2 separate regions of the Mus musculus genome follow, and region 2 is linked to region 1. Evidence: chromatin contacts called from public HiChIP or PLAC-seq data. All regions are on one chromosome and are shown on one strand. The core of a region is the stretch at or near the end of the contact, and the rest is flanking DNA. Distances in the headings are between cores, read along the strand shown. Region 1 overlaps Gm34489 (a long non-coding RNA gene). Region 2 overlaps Ddx1 (DEAD box helicase 1).

Region 1 (6,201 bases), core at 1,501-4,000:
ATAAATTACTTATAGAATTTGAGTCCATCTGTCTCAGGGACCTTGTGCACACTGCTTCCTGCAAATGTCAAGCTTTTCTTCAATAGATGCCTATCACCATGGTGACAGTTATGCCTCTTCCATACTGAAGCTCCTGCTCTCATTTCTGTGAGTCGCTTCCTTCATAAAGTCCTCATAGTTCCCTGTACATAGCCGTATTGAGAGGGCCACTGACATAGTTAGTTAGATAATTCCTGTGTTCCCATTGCATTGTGTGTTTCACCAACACAGATCTTAATGTGCTTCTGCACTGTGTCTTCGGAGCCCAGCACACTGGGAGCCACACCGTAGGTATTGATTACATTTCTGTTGAGTAAAGGAGTAGCGGAATGAATAGGCTAATGAATGAGTGGGTAGGTGTGTGGATTTACTACTACTCTGTCCACAGTTGGAGGATTTAGCAGCATCTCTTCTCAGCTTTCTGACTCTTCCATTCATCAGTCTTGGTTTTGTCAACGCTAGTGGGGGACAGGTTGACTGCTTAAAGATTTGGACTCCTGGCTAACAAAGCCTTATACTGTTCAGAGAGCAAGCCTCAACTCCCTCCCCAACCTAGGCCCTCTTGAGAAACACTGAGAGAGGATGGTGGGTGGCAGTCATAATCATTTGCTATCCTAAAGTAAATTTGAAAGCCTTTGTAATGTGCCAATCTCACATCTTTTGAAAAACGTATACCCGAGATAGTGTTTAAATCAGGAACAGTGTTTAGTGTTTTGTTTCACCTGGAAAAAAACGCGAAGCAGAGGTTGTTAACAACAGAATGAAAAGGAGGGAGGGAGGCCTCTTGTGTAAAAGCCAAGTGCCGTGCTCCTGTGTGCATGCTGTTATCATCATTAATGAGAATAAGAGGTAGGTGTGTAATGCATGTTCCCATAGATCTATCCAGAAGATAATATGCCCTTCACTGAAAATTGCCAAGAAAGTGTGCATAAAGGCTTTTGATTTCTATTAAGAAAAGAATCACATAATATTTTAGGCTCTGAACTAATTAACTGTGTGTATAGATTCACAAGGTGCTTGCTTTGTACACAACAGGGTATTTCTAAGTCTACTTTCCCAAGAATCTAAGGGTCTATGGCTGGGGTCTTTGGATGTGACTAGACTTCATGGTAGAAGGGGTCATCTGCTGACCTCTTGGCATGCAGGAGGACTGAGGAACTCAGAGTAGGAATGGAAGGACCGGAATCCATTGGAGCAAAAGAATTATGGTAAAGAGACTTAATGTTCAAGTTCCGGCTGCATCGCCCTCCAACCTGCAGGGTTAGTGGCCCTGACACCTGCTAATAAGTGGTGATTCTGCACGTAAGAAAACAGATGCCAATGGGACAAAAACAATCTGAGAACCTGTGAGGGTAAAGCCAGGCAAGAGAAGAAAGAAAGTCTGATTTAATGTAAATATATTAAGAATATACATACTTTCTTAGTCAGTCTGCTGGATTTTGTTTTTTAATTTGGTATTCACCTCCCTTTTGATGCTTACCAGGCCCTTCGAGCTGCTGTTGACATTAGCTGATGTGTGGTCTTTAGCTGTGACATATGTAATTAACAAACAGGATAAATATACGCCTCACCATTCTGATATAAGTGGTGTAATTAGATATTTCTCTTTACATTCTTTAGAGAGAGATTCACAATCAGCAGAAGGATGACTGAAACAACGACCCAATGCATTTCCACAATTTAACAGAGACTCGTTCTCTAAGCAGCACTCATGCGAAGCCAAAGGGATTGTTTGCTATGAAGGCTTAGTGCCCCCTCCAAGAAGATGTATTCAGTTGAATTGAATTCAATTGACAACTCAAAGAAATCATTCATATTCAATTCAAAGTGCGGTTTTCAGTCGTCAAAAGTTGGAAGCCTGTCTTTTATTCAGAGTTTCCACATCGTGTAGGGGGAAGGGGTGTTTGTCTTTTGTTATTTCTTCTTCCTCCCTGTGCAATTAGACAGAAGCAATAGAGTCTCACCAAGACAGTCTCTCTGACTTTTTAGATTATAAGAATAATGTTAAAACAGATAGCTATTTGGGACAGAGGAGGGAATGAAGGAAAATCAACTCTTCGCCTTTGCAGTGGGGCTGCACACATACAGAGCAAGCACCATCCTTCGCCTTTGCAGTGGGGCTGCACACATACAGAGCAAGCACCATCTACACTAGAACCAGTTACCATCCAGCTTAATCCCCTCAACCTCAGTCTCCTTCACTTCTGCTCCAAACCCTCAGCTCATCCCATTGATGTTTCTAGTGTTCTCTGGATACGTCTGGATTTTCAGGCCAACTTAGCGAACAGGGAGTGTTTCCACTATTTTCAACTTGAAGGTATTTCTCTCTGGCCTGGTGGATAACTTGGTAACTTTGCTTCTTAAGGGTTAGGTGAGCCAGGGACACCCAAGACATGTCTGTAAAAGGCTCACTCGCAGAACAAGGAGCCTCATAATACTGCTTTTGCAAAGTGCAATAAATGCCCAAGTCTTGTGAGCAATAGTGGGCCCTTGCACAGGACAATTAAACATTAACAGGCCCTGGGGCCTTGGGAGCAGGGCCCAGCAACCCTTTGAAGCCCTGTTTGCCAATTAAACACCGTCTGACATTTGTGTCAAGGTGGCAGGGATCCAAAGCAGAGATAGGAACGTCAACCACTTCAGGGGCTTTCATTAGCTCCCCAGACATTCCTGGCCTGGCCTGTTTCTTTACTATTGCCAAATCCACACCCTGCTCGGGAACTCGGGGCTCTGAGAAAGTTTACTGAGATAAGCTTATAATGGAAATAGCACTTTGTCACCCTTTACCACTCGCTCCTTGTTCAATTATCTTTTATCTGTTTAGAGTATTTGCCAGCTCTCCCAACGCCCCCTAGGATGAAACTATTGGACCAAAAGCCCTCACTGGGGTTGTAAAGAGGTGTGGTGGGGGGGGGGGGTGGAGGGGGGTGGGAGGTGCCACTTTGTGTTTGCCAGTCTGATCCAGGAGCCCTGGACTCTCCCCATATTTTTTTAAACTCTATGAACATACTAGTAAAAACCTCTTGCATTTCCTAGTGTGGGGAAAACATTCTTTTGGAGGCAGAACAGCGGGCACTCGAGCTTCTCACAAGTAGTAAAATGGAACTGGATATCTGGGTGATGAGAATTTCACAAGTTACTAGGCAAGGTAGTGAGCACTAGTGTGTCCCACCCTCTACTCGAGGTGTCCTCTGTAAATGGGTGTCTAGCCTTGAAGTGTCATGAATGAAATTAGTTGAGATAGGTCTTGGTCAGATCTCTCACCACCATACCTTGTGATGGGCTAACTGAGTTACCATTGACATGAAGTGCCATACCATTTCTTTGATGCCTGAAGACAGTGAGGTATGTGATCATCTCAGCCCTGATGCCAGGATATAGGCTCCATTTCTGTTGCTGAGATAGATGCAAATGTGCATGGAAACTCCCCATCACGAAGCAGCAGTAACCTCTGCCTTCAAGGGAGAAGAATGCACTGACCCACTGCCAACTGGCCAAAGCAGGTGACAATGTATGACACATGTCATCATAGGTACTGCAGATGCTATCTACCCACACCTTACTTTGGCGGAAGATACCTGCCATGTTTTGAGGAAACTCAAGAGCCTTGTGGAGAATCCACTTGAGGAAGAAACAAAGCTACCTGCCCAAAGCCCACACATACCAGAGCCCCTCTGCCAAAAACCACCTGATAGAACTTGAAGACACAGTGCCACAGCCAAGCCAGAGATGGCATGTCCCTATTGACTGCTAACTCAGTTCAATCACAACACATGACTGCTCAGCCTATCTACTCGGTGAGTTCCTGACCTGTTGAAAAGGTGATTTAGTCAACATTTATGGTTTGAACCACAGTTTGGGGTTATCTGATATGGGGGTAGTAGATAGATAACTAATGCACCTCAACTAACTGCTAAGGAACTACTAAAGATCTTAGAGTAGAGAGACAAAAAAGCTTGGTCACTTACAAGCTGTGTGACCTTGAAAGATGCACCTGCTGTCTGTTGTATGGATGGACTTACCCATCCTTCAAGGCTCTTCTTATGTTGGAGTTCCATGTCTCTGCCATACTTGGCAGCATCAATGATCATTTCTGAACTTATGGCTTGGTTCCATCATCTAAATTGCATTGATTGACACCTCTAACACCCATCAAACTGGAAGCTTAAGAGAAGAGTACACATTGTTTATTTACATAGACCAGAAGAGCACCAATCCTATACAGGATGGGTTTGATGAAGCTTACAAAGTGCTATTGAACCTTTACCTAATCAATGAATACTCTTGGCTTTTGTTATGGAAAGATACATAAGTAGTTTTTGGCCTAATGACTCATTGTAAGTCATCAATGCCTCTGACTCTGAAGAATAGCTAGCATCAAAAACAAACACAATGACCTACACAACCATTGCATCATTGTAAGTGGCAAAGCCACTCTCTTTCTTTCTCTCTTTCTCTCTTTCTTTCTTTCTTTCTTTCTTTCTTTCTTTCTTTCTTTCTTTCTTTCTTTCTTTCTTTCTTTCTTTCTTCCTTTCTTTGCAGAGCTTCAAGTGGTTACTTACACACATGCTCTGGAAATTGTAAACTATGGTGTTGCCTGAAAAAGACACCTCATGCAAAGCCCCATCAGAGTTAATAAGAGTCAATCTGATATCAAAGGAGAGCAGAATTCATTACACCTAACCATGCTACCTAAAAGTGAGGACCTGGTTCAAAAAGACAAAATACTCAGGTCTTGGTCCCTTAAGAGACTAATTGTGAAGAGTAGATAAGACTTTGCTAGATTACAGGAAAGGCTGACATGATTCTTTAAAACTAAATGAAACTTTCATTCCGATGAAATTAGGTGAGATTTGATGCTGCAATAAAATGTGTAAAACTTGGAGACAATTTTATTTTCCATGTAGGGCCAGAATAGAAATAAGTATTTATTCCTATAATTGAGTGGTGATTTGAATTCTTTATTCTATTCAGTAGATGCCCAAAATGAGGACTATGGAGAGAAAGCCCTCAGATGTATGAAATGTCTTACTGCTGTGTGTGTGTTATGTACGTGGGGGTAAGGGGGGGCGGGTCATGTGAATGCAGGTGTGCATGTGCACTGGCATGTGTGTGTGCATGTGTGTGTGTCTCTCTCTGTGTGTATATAAGTTGATATATTTGCATGTTCATGTAGAAAACAGAGGCCAGCCTTGGGGATCATTTCTCAGGAGCTCTCCACTTTGTTTTCTGAGATAAGGGTTCAATGATTAGGCTAGAACGCTATGATTATAGCTGTGTACCTACCATGACCAGTTTATCTACCTAGTTCCTCGAGGTTACACTGGGGTCCTAATGCAGATAGAGCTACCTTCTCAGTATGAATCTGCTCATTGCTAGCAAAAATTAAGCCCCATTCCTGACCTTAAAAAGTTTCAAAATAGTGAGCTCCCTTCAGAGGACAGACTTTTGCTTAATTGGGAATTAGTATTGATGGCTCAGTGAGATGGCTCAGTGATGACAAACCTGATGATTTGAGTTTGATCCGCAGGATCCATGTGGTGGCAGGAGAGAACTGACTCTCGTAGGTTGTTCTCTGACTAGGCATCTGCCCACCTTCTCTACCTTAAATAAGACATTTAGTGTTAGTGTTAAACTAGTCAGGTTATTGTTAGTCCTGAGGTCAGCAACACTGATTCCTTCTTTTTCTTTCCAAAACCAAATTTCTGATGAAGTTGAGCTAGAAAGAGTAGATACTGATGGACATAGTAACCTAGAGCCAAGGTCTGGTATATCCAAGTTCATAGTGATTTTCATTGAACAAGGACAGAGTGAACCAATCACCACATGGGGAAAAAAACATAGGTGATTTCAGTTGGGCAGAGTGGGACTGTCTTACTTGGACTGTTGTGCTTCTCAGATCAGCAGGAACCCACTCACGAGATAGATACACAATCGACCATCTGACTCTATACCACCCAGCTCATCTGACCCCAAGCCATTCAAGCTATCAGGCTTGTGAATGAAATAACTGTTCTTGCTGGGACTCTGTATTTACCCCTTTTGAAGTCAGCGTGTTATTTATTGTCGAAATTCTTAGTTTAATACACTTAGAAATGGAGAGTCTCCTGGGAAAATTGAAACAAAATTAGAGCTAGTCTGAGCTATGCATGAGCTTTGGAT
Region 2 (6,201 bases), core at 2,633-5,132, 710 kb after region 1:
ACCAAATGAATTCTGTCACAGATTTAAATGGCCCCAGCAGAGGATGTTCTTGAGTTGGTGACTCAGTTCTGCTTCCATCACCTAAGAAGCTATTCAGTCATAGTAGAAGGTATATAGCTGGAGAGAAGCCATTCACTGATAGCAGAAGGTATATAGCTGGAGAGAAGCTATTCAGTGATAGCAGAAGGTATATAGCTGGAGAGATGGCTCCCACTTAAGAGCATTTGTTGATCTTGCAAAGGACCTGGGTTTGGTTCCAGCACCTATGTTGGCTCAAGTCATGTATAACGCCAGTTCCAGGAGATACAATATCATCTTAAGAGCTCTACAGGTACCAGGCACATAAAATATGCAAACACATCAAAGAAAGTTTAAAAAAAAAGATAGGAAGGAAGAAAGGAAGAAAAATAGAAGTTACTTGCTGAGAAGGGAGATTCTGAAAGACCATCCACGTTTTGAGTGTTCACATAAGTCCCCATGAGCTGCCATATGAAGTGACTAGGCTCATTGTCCAAGCTGTGCAAGCCCACACATCCTGCCCTTGTCCTCACCCATACCCACCCACAGGCAGGCAAGTCCACCAGGGCCATTCCACAAATTTCTAGCATGCTCTCCAGGGGCAATGGTGTAATTCCTGGGATCAGCTGCATAGGAGGCAAGAAAGCCGGTGGGTGTCAGCAATTAGTTAATGTGATACCCACCTCACTTCGTTCAGAGCTGGCCTTTCAGAGACAGGCAAAATCAAAGGAAATGACTGAGAAAAAGCACTCCAAGTTCTGGAGATGTTAATGAGCACAGCAATTAGCGTAAGCACGATCCTGACATGTATGGAAAATCTTTATACGGAGAAGTCTCCAATGGTGGGCCCAAGAGAAGGCGTGGGGTGGGGGGTAGTCCACCATACTGTGACAGGAGGAACCACCCAGGCACTAGCCATGTGGGGCCAATTCGCTAAGGAAAAAAAAAATTCCAATTCACACTTCTTGGCCTTCAAGATCTAGGTAAAAAAAAAAGCCACAGACTCTGACAAATGTAATGGGGAAATAATTCCTTGGAATCTGTGAATTTGCTTAGATGGAAAAGAGGCAAGTCAGGTAATCCTTAAGTGACCCCAAGTGGTAAAAATACACCAACACATGTGTTCAGGCCTTTGTGGGTATTCACAGCGCGACACTAGCACCACCTAGTGTACAGAACTGGGAAGTGAGCCACAAACCCACACACCCTGACTCTGGTTGTCTCCATTAGCACATAGGTTTTATTCTGCAGTGTTTTCTTGGTGCTGGGTTGTGAGCCAGTGGGAAAACGAGTAACAATTTATGGATGGACACACATTACAAGATTTGTTATTACAGTCTACAGTACTAATACCAATATTTTAAGTAAACAGTATGTAATGATACGGATATGATCCAATTTCTCCAAATTGCCTGGCTTTTAATGCCAAACAAAATATCTCAAACTGTAGTCTGAGACTGTAAGCCGGTCCTCGCTCAAGCATGTCTCAGGGTTCTTTAGCAAGCGCTTGTAAGTCTGACTGTGGCTAAGCATGCCATCTCATGAACTTTAAATGGCTTCTACAGGGCTTTCTTGCTAGCCCCCTTTACAACAATTTCCTCACAGTAAAAGATCAGAATCAGTTCCCACCAGTCCAGTACCACTTTGTCTAAACACAGAATTTCCCTTTATGTCCAGTCAGACTTTAAGCAGCTAACATCTGCGAGCAGCCAGGGAATCACAATATGTGGGGAAGGAAAAGCCAAACTCATGATGGCCATCACTACTTCAACACTCAAGTAATAGTCTCTCCTCCTCTAATCAGTTTCTATCCGAGATTCTCTACAAAACCCTGAATGCACACTCATGCACATGTGCATGCATGCATGCATAGGGATGGATCAGGCTCCACTTAAAACAGCTTGCTAGCATCACCTGGGACACCCAAGGCCTACTCCATCCAGAGCAGTCACGGCAGAGTTCCTGGAGGCAAGGTCTAGACAGACCCTGCACTTCATTTAAGGAATCTGGCTCTCATGTCCTTTGGGCCATCTTTAGGGTAAAAATTTGCCATGAGAAAAGCTCTGAGAGCTACTTCTGTGTTTCTCTCAGTGGTCCTGGGTTCTGTCCTTGAACTAACAGACTCTGATGTGAGTAGGTTAAAGAGAAGTCTGTAACTCTTATTGGGTCCTGCAGACCTCCTAGATTGCAAAATCTTTCAGATTTCTCTCAATAGTTTAACTAGAAGTGGAATATCAGAAACAAAGAAACTAAGGCTTTAAAGAATTTTAAATGAATCTAAAACAACTGAACAGAAATTGACAGCAAAATACTCAATCTTTTCCTCCCTTAAAGGAACCAACCCCCTACAGTGCCCTCTCTCCCTATAAATCCCATCCCTCCTCCCCACCCCACCCCCCAGGAACCCCCTTTAGTTCCCTCATCTCTTCCTCCCTTGAAAGACATCCTTCACAATAGCAAACTAGTATCCCTCCCTTTCCTTCCTGGACCATTGCATTTTTGTTCCAATAGTCCCTCCTCCACTCCCACGAAACCAGATCACTTCGGGACTGCTACTAGTCCTTTGGAAAATGACATTATCTAGTCAAACGATAAGATTGCTGTAAGGAAATCTACCCTGGGTTTCCTTGTGCATTTACTCTTTTTTTTAATTTATTTAATGTATCTTATCAAATGACAATGAAGCACATAATTTCTCTAAGTCAAAACAAGGCAAGGAATGTGACGAAATGGTTCTACCCATTTCCAATTGGCCAGGAACCAATTCTTTTCTTTCTTTTTAAATCTGGGGCAGACTGAGTCATTGCCACATAGTTCTACCTTGAAAAGGGAAAAAAAGAAAAAAGAAAAAAAGACCGACTTCAAGCTTAGATCTTAGTTTATATTTAGCTTATAACCCATAATATAGTGGCCGGGTGGGGGTAGGAAGGGTGGGGGTGGTGGCAGTCACAGGGAAGGAGCAGGGTACAGAGTCAAGTGGGAAGTGCCTCCTATCTGCTTCTCACTAGCACTGATCTATACTCTATAAACACACAGCAAGGTTTAAGTACAACAAGTTCTATTTTAATTCATAAAATATATTCCACAAGGCTCTTCCTGGGTTGTTAGTGTGACTGTCAATCAGCACAACCCCTTCAGAAAGTAATCTGGCACTGGCGGTCTGGTCCTGGAAAATATCCAGTGTTCAGTCTTGAATTCAGTGTTCAAGACAACATTCTGAGAAGGTACGCACTGCAGCACTGTACAAGGACAATGGAAATAATGTAAATAACAAGAAATACGGTACGAGTGCCCCTCATCTACTGAACTTTCGCAGAACGCCTGATAGGCTGCTGAATAATGCACATTCTTTTCCTTTTCATGAAGGAACCACAGCTTAGAGAAGCTGTGACCTTGCGCTCTGATATACTGAAGCATGGGCTCATGCAGATTCCACCCAGGCCACAGTGACTGAAGCTCATATGCCTCTAAGTTCCCCTCAGTGCTCATCAGCACTGCGGGAGCGTTATGACATAAATTATCAATGGATTGTTACAAGCTTATTAAGAGTGGAAATACATCCCAATTCCTCAAGCACAAAACCACTCCAGTCACTATGCAGGGGTGACCCTCAGAATCAAAGCCCGAAGCCACACCCATCGAACACTGAAGTGGAGTAAACCATAGCATTTGTTTAGAGAGAAGAATGACCCAGACCTGTGAGCAGCATTTCAGCTCCTGTAGAACTGAAAAAACAAGGGACAATAAGGAAGCTGAGTCAGAAACAGTACCATTTACAAGTTAATATTTAACATGTTCTAGCCTTTGCAGGGCCTCTAGTGCTCTGAGGCAGACGCCAAAGTTCTGTGACCAAGATCTGACCATGCAGCAGCTCAGATAAGACCCAGTTACAGTACCAGACAATTCACAGAGAGTGGGCAGCTATTTCCTAGGGTCAGCCAGGTCCCTTATCAGGTCTTTCTGCCATTTCCCAAGAATCACACTAAACTAATAGTATCTACTGGCTCACTAGTACTGCTCCCATGGCCGAGTGAGGGGAAGGCAGAGGAGGCACAGAAGTGACAGCCATTCTTCTTATACCCTACTGATGGGATGCTGGGAAGGAGACCCTAGCAGACTCAGGAGTTCCTATTTGTAAAGGGAAGAAGGATGCAGTAGCATTTCTCAGGTTCAGTCATCAATGGCAAGCAGGCTTAATGAACAACTCATAGGCTTACCCCTGGCACAAACACTAGGAGAGCATTAGTGGGGAGGCGGGAAAAGAGACAGCAGTTTGGGTCAGGTCTCCACACTGCACACATGTACATCCCCCAAACCTCCACCGTGGGTCGGTTTACGTGACGCTTTCTCCCGCAACAGCTCAAAGCTAGACAGCAACTTGAACCACTCCTCAGCTGTCACTCAGCTCGTCAGCGTTGCTCTTAGCTGCCCAGTCACTACTGGGTTCAAAGGTGGTTCAGAGAACAAACAATGAAACCAAGGAATTCCAGAGCTGTTTGCAGTCCTATCATCCAGTAGCTCAGGTGGATTCTTTCTGGCTCTTAGTATTTAAGCAATGCTAAGTTCAGTACTGAACTTCAGGGCTGTATTTGCTACTATGCACGTAAGCATGCATTTCTACCTACAAAGAGCAGTCCTCACATGGCCAAGAGATGCGAGAGCAGTCCTAGGACATCTCTATAAAGTAACTGGTCTACAAGTTAACTAATGACCGGCACTGACAAATCCCTTTGTACAGAGTCTGGAAGGGAAGCATCCGCGGTGGCGCTCCCATTAGTGTTCCCTTGAGATTTTGCTGGACGATTTCATTGCTCTTGGGCAATCTCTAGGTAGAGAACACATCTACCCCTGAAACTACTTCCTCACCTAGGAGTCCAAAGGCTCCACAGAGCAATTCAATTATGTCTCGAAATTTCTCCTTGAGGTTATTTTAATCAAAGGACAGAAATTAACTGATTTTCGAACACAGAGACACAGCAAAGTCATTTTGTCCTTCTGTGAATCAACTGCAAAGAAAGGTTCTTGAAAAAAATTCAGAGACACCCTGTCACCAGCATTAGTCATCAATCCATACTGAATTTCCAAGCACCCTCCTAGTTTCCAAACCACCTTGAGGTCCTTGGCTTTTGTTTTACAGCTCTCCTCCAGCTTCATAATGTACCTAGACAGCCTGAAATATCTGAAAATCACTTCAGCGTAGCATCACTCCTGTGGAAAATTTCACTCAAAAGATATTCAGTCTGGGTTTGATATGGGTCCAGGGTCACATTTGTACATCCATAAACTATATTTCACAAGCCCACAGTGTTCTTAAAAGAAAAAAAAAAAAAAAAAACAAGTATAACTTTAAAAGAAGACACAAGCCTTCATGAAAATATAGTTGTCAAGTTTATTTTCATTGGGCTGCCATTTTATGGAGAATCGCTAAGGTCTGTGTTTCCTGACATGCGAGAGTTAGCCGTGATAGCTCGGTTATTGTAAATACTGCTGCTCAGAGAGCAGCACCAGAGGGTTAGAGTTAAGACTACAGACTTTATGACTCCAATGCTCCTCTGTCTACATGACGTCAGAAGGTTCGGAACAGCTGGTTGGGAAGGTAGCCAAGGTGTAGGAAAGAGGTCTGTGCTTCCTTTTCAAGGGCAGCCAACTCTTGAACGGTAGGTGCCAGGACATCCACATGGCCTTTGTAGTTTCCACCTGCACGAACATACAAACCAGGAGCAATGTAAGTGGCATGCTTGAAGCACTTGTCAGGAAGCCCTGCTCCCAATTTTATCACTTCAAATATTGTTTCCAGCAGTAAAAACTTGCCAACAGACAAGTTATCTTCAGAACCTTGAGCTTTAAGTTTTTAAATCAAGAATTTCAATATAAATCAGTAATCAAGCCTCACTACTAGTTGCCTCGATGCCCACATCTCCCACTCCTTTAGTATACCCTGAATCAAAAGAATTCGGAAACATTCTGGGGAAAGAGAACACTAACCGAGGTTGCCACTTAAAGACTCCTGACTCTTTGTTCAAAAATGATAATACTGATTTCCTAATAATTCTTTAAAAGTTCAAGTACTCTTAATATGAATACTTCAAGACAATCAGCTAATTGCTGCCCCTCATTCACATACAGATCACACAATAAAATGCTGGAAGTCAAATAACAAAGCACTGGAGAGCAATTAGGAGA

What was found. HiChIP or PLAC-seq counts read pairs in DNA pulled down with a chosen protein or histone mark.
Region 2: a contact with region 1 is called in a FOXA1 HiChIP or PLAC-seq map of pancreatic cancer cells. The contact joins two enhancer-like sites. A contact is called at or near these places in 2 of 484 Hi-C or Micro-C datasets (cortical neurons and ventricular fibroblasts), 2 of 115 datasets of contacts at active chromatin or transcription factors (embryonic stem cells and pancreatic cancer cells) and 1 of 9 other capture datasets (embryonic stem cells).

What each region holds. Positions count from the first base shown.
Region 1 is chr12:12,506,756-12,512,956 of GRCm38.p6, forward strand. The region is part of intron 2 of Gm34489 (a long non-coding RNA gene); the gene reads left to right. Among named protein-coding and RNA genes, the nearest start is that of Gm34489, 89 kb to the left of the region's middle. Within about 2 kb of position 2,751, at least 39 of the 459 cell types and tissues checked have an H3K27ac peak or open chromatin away from gene starts, as enhancers often do. A contact at or near this core is called in pancreatic cancer cells, where this site is marked.
Region 2 is chr12:13,213,914-13,220,114 of GRCm38.p6, forward strand. Ddx1 (DEAD box helicase 1) reads right to left here. Exons shown (of 26, transcript NM_134040.1): 26 at 5,394-5,715. The coding sequence ends at 5,585. Among named protein-coding and RNA genes, the nearest start is that of Ddx1, 32 kb to the right of the region's middle. Within about 2 kb of position 3,883, at least 40 of the 459 cell types and tissues checked have an H3K27ac peak or open chromatin away from gene starts, as enhancers often do. A contact at or near this core is called in pancreatic cancer cells, where this site is marked.